Linked DNA regions of Anas platyrhynchos: region 2 is linked to region 1. The links are chromatin contacts, called in public Hi-C maps. All regions are on one chromosome and are shown on one strand. The core of a region is the stretch at or near the end of the contact, and the rest is flanking DNA. Distances in the headings are between cores, read along the strand shown. Region 1 holds the start of TP63 (tumor protein p63). Region 2 has its middle 74 kb from the start of P3H2.

What was found. Hi-C and Micro-C count contacts between places; a contact is called where the count stands out from the background.
Region 2: a contact with region 1 is called in a Hi-C map of subcutaneous adipose tissue, with 2.5 times the contacts expected there. The contact joins the enhancer-like site here to the promoter of TP63 in region 1. A contact is called at or near these places in 3 of 8 Hi-C or Micro-C datasets (F5 follicle, liver and subcutaneous adipose tissue).

Annotation. Positions count from the first base shown.
Region 1 is chr9:11,196,211-11,199,855 of IASCAAS_PekinDuck_T2T, forward strand. It overlaps TP63 (tumor protein p63), which reads left to right and starts at 2,026. Exons shown (of 15, transcript XM_038183798.2): 1 at 2,026-2,096. LOC140003173 (a long non-coding RNA gene) reads left to right here and starts at 2,151. Exons shown (of 3, transcript XR_011811278.1): 1 at 2,151-2,241.
Region 2 is chr9:11,353,614-11,357,258 of IASCAAS_PekinDuck_T2T, forward strand. No RefSeq gene overlaps it. Among named protein-coding and RNA genes, the nearest start is that of P3H2, 74 kb to the right of the region's middle. Within about 2 kb of position 1,773, at least 2 of the 8 cell types and tissues checked have an H3K27ac peak or open chromatin away from gene starts, as enhancers often do.

The DNA of each region.
Region 1 (3,645 bases), core at 776-3,275:
CCCCAGTCTCGGTGTTCATTAAGATCAAAGTGAATTTCTAGCTTCCAGATTTGCGAAGGGAAGCTTGAAAAGGTGAAGCATGTGTTGCCTGAAAGCAAAAAAGCTGGAAAGCAAAGGAAACCTTTAACTAATGAGTCTGAATACATGTTCTTTTTGATTGTTTGATTTTTGTAATTGGGGCAAATCATACTTCAGAGGGACTTTGTGATATGGGGCATTTTCTGAATGATGAGCTAGTGCTTTAGGTTTTACAACCAAAGGAGACAAAAGCGACATCTTAGGGCTGAAACCTTGGGTTGAGCTGGCTGCTTAGTGAGAGAGGGATTTTGAATTTGGTAACAATCACATACTGTGTGCTTAAACACAAGGGCACTGTGCTGGTGGGCAGCTGGCAGGAGGTGCTGGTACCAAATACAGAGCCAAGGGAGCCTTAGGCCTGTGCCTTGCCAGCACTGCATTTCAGGGTGTCATCTCAAAAAATCCTCTGTCAGTGTGTGCTGAAGATACACAACCTCAGAATGGAGAAAGGTGGCTTGAACTTTTCTCATCCTTCCAATAGCAGCAGACAAATTAAGCTGACTTTAGAATTTAAAGTAGCTTCTCAGATGCTCTAATTATGGCATCTTCATCAGCACTACCTCTGAAACCCCAAACCCACACAGTCTGAGCGATATGAGTAGGTTCTCCTTCCTACAGCCTGCCAGATGCAGGGTCCTTTTGCATCAGTCCCAGAGTGCTTCTTGGGTGGGGTGGCTTTGCCCTGGCTGCTGTAAGGTCCCTTCGCATTGAGAGAAATGAGAAGTGCCCAAAGGACAGTGCCCCACTTACCACGAGGGCAAATGCCTTATTAGACTCATGTGAATCTTACACAAACCTTCTGTGCACACTGGTTGAGGAGGAAGTAATGTAGGGCAGCATGGTTTTACTTCCCCAATACCAAATTTATCTTCACTGGCTGGCTGTACCCAGGGCAATTTTCTGGAAAGCATCAGAAGCTGCTCTATCAAGGACTGGCTGAGCTCTTCTGGCTGCGGGAGCTGGGCACCTCTCAGCTCCCTCGTACCAGTCTCTGGAAGCACAGCCCTGTGACATGAAAAAAACATTGCTGGAGCCCAACTCTCACACACAGGAATGGGAGCAATGCTGGCTTTCCTAAAATACCATCCCATCAGCTCCATTGCAAGGAAAAGCCGAGGAAACTTATTTTTAAGCCAAATCCAATTTAAAATTAAAGAAAAAAAAAAAAAAAAAAAGGAAGCAGTTAAAGGTACACTTTAACGTGCACTAATGAACTGTAGAGTATATAGAGTCTAAATTTTAGAGATATTTTGAAAGCAGCTCCCCAAAAAATAAAAGCATTACACAGAAATCTCTCGATTTTCTAGGCTGTGTCCGACGTGTCGGTGTTAAAGCAGAAGCTGAGGATCTTTCCTTCTCCCTTTTTCACCCTCCCTCACTCTCACTGCCTTCTAACCACTAACAGTGAGTAAAAATATTCATGTTTCAGTCCAGTACCTTTTTGCACGCCTCACACTAGAGGTTTTTTTCCATTCCCCTGGGGTTGGGCAGGCCTCGATTATCACTCTAATAGAGTTAATTAAGAGCCTCGAGGCCCTGATGTTTTGTTTTCTTTGGGACCAAACCTATAGCTTGGGCCTGTGAGCTACCTGCTCTGCCTCAACCCCTTCTCTGAAAAACAACCAGGCGAAATTCAGCAAATGGCTCTTTGGGAGACACGTGCACCCTCCTGCCTGGCGTGGTGTTATGGGAGGAGGTGTCCTCTCTGCCCTGGGGCTGTGAAAAGCATCCTGAGAAGACACGTGCTGATCCGTAGCTGTGAACTGGACAACAGCTTAAACAAAAATAACCATAGGAAATGATTCAGCAAGTTAAGGCATGGCCCCAAGAAGCCCATCTCTTGGATGGGCTTGGTGCTTGGGATGCTGGCAGAGCAGCAGCCTGCTCAGAAGCAGGTGAATGCTATCATGTAGGGTCACTGATAGCTTATCCTTAGCACCTGGGAGAGCCAGTCCCCAAAAGTGAGATTTCATCCTTGCCACAGCCTCACTCAGCTCAATGGGAATCTCTGAGATCAGGTAAGGACTTTCCTTTTTAATAAATACAGGAGCGTAGGGTCACTCCCACACGTAGTATAAAATAATAAAAGGCTTTTATGTGGGAATCTTGCTGTCCTCTGGAGAGCCGTAAAGATCAAAGACTTAAAGCAGTGGCTAATTGCAGGTGAGGTTACTACTGTGAAACAATTGCCCTGTGCGTGTGTGTGTGAAAATAGAGAGGGCACGTTGCTAGCGAACTGAAATGTCTGCTATAAAACTGCTCTCCATTTTAAGGGTTGTTAACTGTTCTCTTGCTGAGTTATGAATCTTCTAAATGACTGGTTTGAGGCCCGGTGGCGCTTGTCCCCTTCCTAGGCTTGTGGCCAAAATGTGTGCCCAATGATCAAGTGTAGTACTTAAATGATGGGGAGAAAATCCTGGAAAAAGCTAGCATGATATTCTGGACAGGAAACTATGCTCTTTGGTCCATGAGGTGTTTTCATGGTGCAAAGAGGAAAAAGGAGACTTGAAAAGTACAATCTGGGTGTCTTGAAGCCTCTGTCTCAAAATTTTACAGGGCCGTTTAATAATTTGAAGGGTAACAGTAAACTATTGCCATGATTTGAAACTGTCTAGGCTACAAAACCAGGATGAGAACAGTTTTCCATGAAGCTGAAGGCCCCTAAGGATGTCCCTGAGCTGAGCTCTCAACCCTATGTTTACTACTTGTTTACTAGTGCTGTGGAAACTGTGATGAACCAGAGAAAAAAAAATGGTATTAAGAGTAGCGAAGAGGGGTTTCAAAGGGAAGGAACTGAGCTGGTAATTGAACAACAAAACGGCCTTGGGAATTCATGTCTGAGAAATGTTCCTCCGGAAAGGATGAGCAGAGCTGAACAGGCACAGCCCTGGGTTCCTGGGTACCCGATGTTCAGGAGACAAGGCCTGGGGCTGCTCTGTGGTAAGCTCTGTGTGGCCAGAAGAACAGACAAAACAAAAGCAGAAAGGGTTAGAAATGAAGACCTGATTTTTTTTTACAAGGGTAAGGCCCTGCTCTGGGGTCTTGTGTTTTCTCCTTGTGCAGATGAGAAGCTGAAAAAGCAGGGAGAAGGGACGGGGGCTTGGTGCACAGGGAGTACTTCTGTGTCAAGGCAGAGTGAAAGATTCCTTCCTTATGAGATGGTAAAGGGGATGAAGAACTGGCAAAATGACAAATACCAAGTATTCCTATTCTCCCTTTGCTTTTCTGTCATGTGAAAGATGTGTGAAAGATGTTCAGAGAAAGAGGTAAGCAAAAAGCAGATTTTCAACAAGCTTTCAAGTAACCAAAGAAAAGTTTTCATTAGCTTTTTTTTTTTTTTCCTCCTCTTCCCTTGCTAATGTCTGAATGCTCTCCAGACTGATAAGCTGTGCCAGGACTACTGAAATATAGCAAAGCCTGGGGGCTATGTAGATGTGTAAGAGTGGCACTAGGCACATTGTGCATTCGTTCGAGTTCCCTGTTCAAGAAATGAAGCAAAAGGCTGTATCCTCATCCCCTCCTGGGCTTTTCCATCTCTGCTCTGCATCCTTATAATATCTGAGGCAA
Region 2 (3,645 bases), core at 523-3,022, 160 kb after region 1:
TTCCCTTTGGCCAAAGGCTTAGAGAAGCTCTTGTCTCTGGCTATCGCTAGCTGGAGGCATCATTGCCCTTGTTCCACTTGGATAGGCAGGGATTGCTTGAAAGTGCTATTAAAAACTAATATGCTCCCCTCAAAGAGAGAAGTGCTGCTACGATGACTGCCAGAACTTGCTGTTTCAGCTGATGGGCTCCTTGCCTCTAGATGAGCAAACTGAATCAGGTAAAATAAGATTTCAGTTTCCATTAACCAGATAGGCTTGAAACATGTTTGCTGACGATTGCAATAGCCGTCTGCTGTGAACCATTGCTAGATTAGAAACTTCTGCGTTGCTTATATGAGAGCAATGGTTTTGGTGCAGAGGAATCCCAAGCTAGTGCTCTCCCTTTCATCCTCCACATGTTCCTGTTGGAATCTTGTCTTTGGATAATGAGATAACTCATATGCAGGTATGAAGTTTCCTAAGCACACTGAAGCTAGCCAGTTTGGGCCCTACAGCCCCGCCTGGCAGCCAGGCTGGAGCTGGTGGGGCCTGAGGCCTGGGATGTTCTGGCTCTCTGTGATCCATAAGAGCTGGGAATTGACTTCCCAAGCACACAGCAGAGGGAGGAGGCCGGAGTTTTGGAGCCATTTTGTTGAGGCTCGGATACATTGGCTGTGAAGGTCAGATGAATGTGAAGGAAACTAATCTGTACACTTTGTCGGCAAGGACTAGTTCAGCCTTCTCCCAGCTTTCTTCCTTAGGAATGAAGTGCCAATATTTTACTCAGGTGTATGGCAGTTACCCTTTGCTGCAACTTTGCTGTCCCGTTCAGGGCCACATATGCTGGTCCCTCTTCTTTGTATGCGCATGCTCTCTGGGTTAGATATGTTATCCCTTGAGCACAAGCCGTTAATATCAGCTCTGTGGGCCTGGGTGGTTTTGGCTTTGTGTACCTGTGTGTGTTTACATGCATGGGTTTCTTGTAGTGGGGCCTGGATCCTCTCCACAGCCCCCTGCGCCTGCCTGTGGGTGCTGCCCACTGCGCCATGCCCAGCTGCTGGGTGAGCACAGCCGGGTGCTGCCCCAGCTCGGCAATTGGGATCCCCACAGACGTGTGCCGGTCCGATTCCTTTCTGGGGGGAGGAAGGGGCAGCTGGTTTTGTTAAAATGCTTTGACTTCCTTGTAAACACTCCCACAGACTCGTGCGTTGTGTTTCAGGAGCCGTCAGCTCTGCCTGCATGAAGCAAGCCAGATGCCTGTGACTGGGGGAGAGTAAAGGAAAAGCTGCTGGGGGGTGTGAGGGGAAGGGGCAGGAGACACACAGCTTGGGGGGCTGCATCTGCCTGCCCCTGGGGCACAGTGAGCACCACGGGGCAGCCTGGGGCCAGCGTGCGGCCATCGGGTGCCTGCAGCACCGAAGCCAAAGGGCATCACCCCACTGCCCCAGCAACACCTGACACAGCCCACGGGTATCTGGATTTTGGCCTGAAAGCTCTAAGTTTTTGGGGAGGGTCTTCATGCAGCATTCATCTGTTTTTTGTTTTTGTTTTTTTTTTTTCTCACTTCCACTGCAGTGCACGGCTCTTTGCATTCAGCACCAACACAGGCACTGCAGCCAGCGGCTTTTTTGGCTGTGCCACTTCCCCCGACGGTGGGGATGCGTGCTCCAACATGAGGTGGGTGCCTTCTGGCATGCTCAGCAATTACTCACAGGCAGCTGGGCTGATACCAACCATTACAGCATACAAGGGAGATGCTTACATTGTCTCTCCCAACTGCCTAGGGTAGGAGATTAGGCTCCCTGCATCATCAGTGGCAAGAAAGTCCCCGGGGAGCCATTCAGAACATATTAACTTCCCACTCTGAATCATGCCCTGGAAGATGTGGTCTCATTATTGCCTGCATAAAGGTCAAGGGAAGATGAAGTTTGTTTGTTAATATTAAGCAGGATGGCTCTGTCCCTGCAATCAGCTTTGCTGGGTTCCTGAGGCTCGGGGCTGCTCTGCCAGAGAAGCTCCCATGGCAGAGCCGTGTGCCAGGCAAGCAGCTGGCTGCGGGGCTCCACGTGCAGAGAAGAAACCGGTGCAGGAGCTGAAAATGAAAAAATAGAGAGAAAAAAAAAATATATATATATATTGGGAGACCTGGGTAAGAGCTGGTGCTTTTAATATTGTATTTTTACAGCCAGTACTCTCGAAATGAATATCTAGCAGCAGAAGTGAAAATATATATATATTTTTTTAATTAAACAAATAGAAAAAAAAAAAAAAGAGAGAGAGAGACGAGGGGAGCTCGCTCCCGCATTCCTCATCTCCTTTGTCGCAGGGGCTTCCTCGGAGAGGAGCGGAGCGCAGCGGGCGGGCACCACTGCCCTCTGCCGGGGCCGCGCTCCGGGCTCCCCGGGGCCGCAGCAGCACGGACGGGGCTGCAGCCCCCACCTCGGAGCCGCTGTGCCCCCCCGGCTGCTCCTCTGCGAGCAGCGTGGCCGAGTTTTGCAGAACTGCATTTTTTTTTATTATTATTATTATTTTTTTTAATTTTGACACACACTCACAAAACCCATCCCACGCGCGGGAGCTGTTTCGGTGCCTCTTGGATATTCATTTTGCATGGCTTGGATAAACGAGTGACCTGTGGGGGTTTTGGGGGAGCATTTGTTGTAGCTGCACCTGGGGAAAGGTGCTGCTCTCCTGCCCTTTGCTGTGCACCCAGGGATCCCCCAGAGCAGTGCCCGTGCCAGGCAGCACTGGCACCAGTGGGAAAGGCAGAAGGCGAAGCTCTGAACCTGTCCCCTGCCAAAGCAGCAGGGCCGAATGCCCTCATGCCAGGCAGATCTTGGGTGTCAAAAGGCTAAAGCTGTGCCCTGGCTTGACAAAAACCTCTGCTTGGAGCTGCCTTTGGAGGGAAGCAGCCCCGCGTGGCTCCCCGGTGCAGCATCACCCCGCAGCCCCGGCCAGCCTGCAGCAGCACGCTGCGTGCCTGGCCTGAGGGCAAGACGCGCTCCACCTTCCCTCCACGCACGCAGCACCTCGGCTGCAAAAATGCAAAAAAGTCCTCGCTGCCCCAGCGATACGCATCTCCTCCAGCTGAGAAAACACCACCAGCTATTTTGCAGCGAGCGCACGCCGCAGCCAGGAACTCCCACTGCAGCACCTGGCTGCAGCACCGGCGGCCGGCTCGGGGCTCCCACGCCACCGCAGGAGCCAGCTGAGCCAGTCTGGGTGGGGAGCCCGGCACCCCGCCAGGGCCCACCCGCCCGCGGCACCCAGCACCCCACTGTGCACCTGCACGGCTCCGCGGGGTGCTGCCTGCCCCCCGGGGCTCCCCGCTGGGGCTGCTGGCACCGGCTCAGTTTGCTGGCGCGTGCTTTGAAAGCTCACCTTGCCTGTTTTGGAACCGCATAAAATTTTGGGAGGGCTGGGGGCAAACGTGAGCGCAGCCCCCAGCAGTGGGTAGGTGCCCACCGCAGCACAGGGCTTTGCTATGGGGGTGTTTTACAAGGAGATGGAGAGGATGTGCTGGCAGTGCTCCTGCAGGATCTGGTGCTCAGCTCACATGGGCTCCCTGCTCTCACCAAGCTGCTCCTCTTGCTCAACCGTGCCCTGGCCTCCAGGTCCCTGCTGTGGCCTGCAGGGAGACCCGAGGGAAGGGCGCCCAAACCGCTC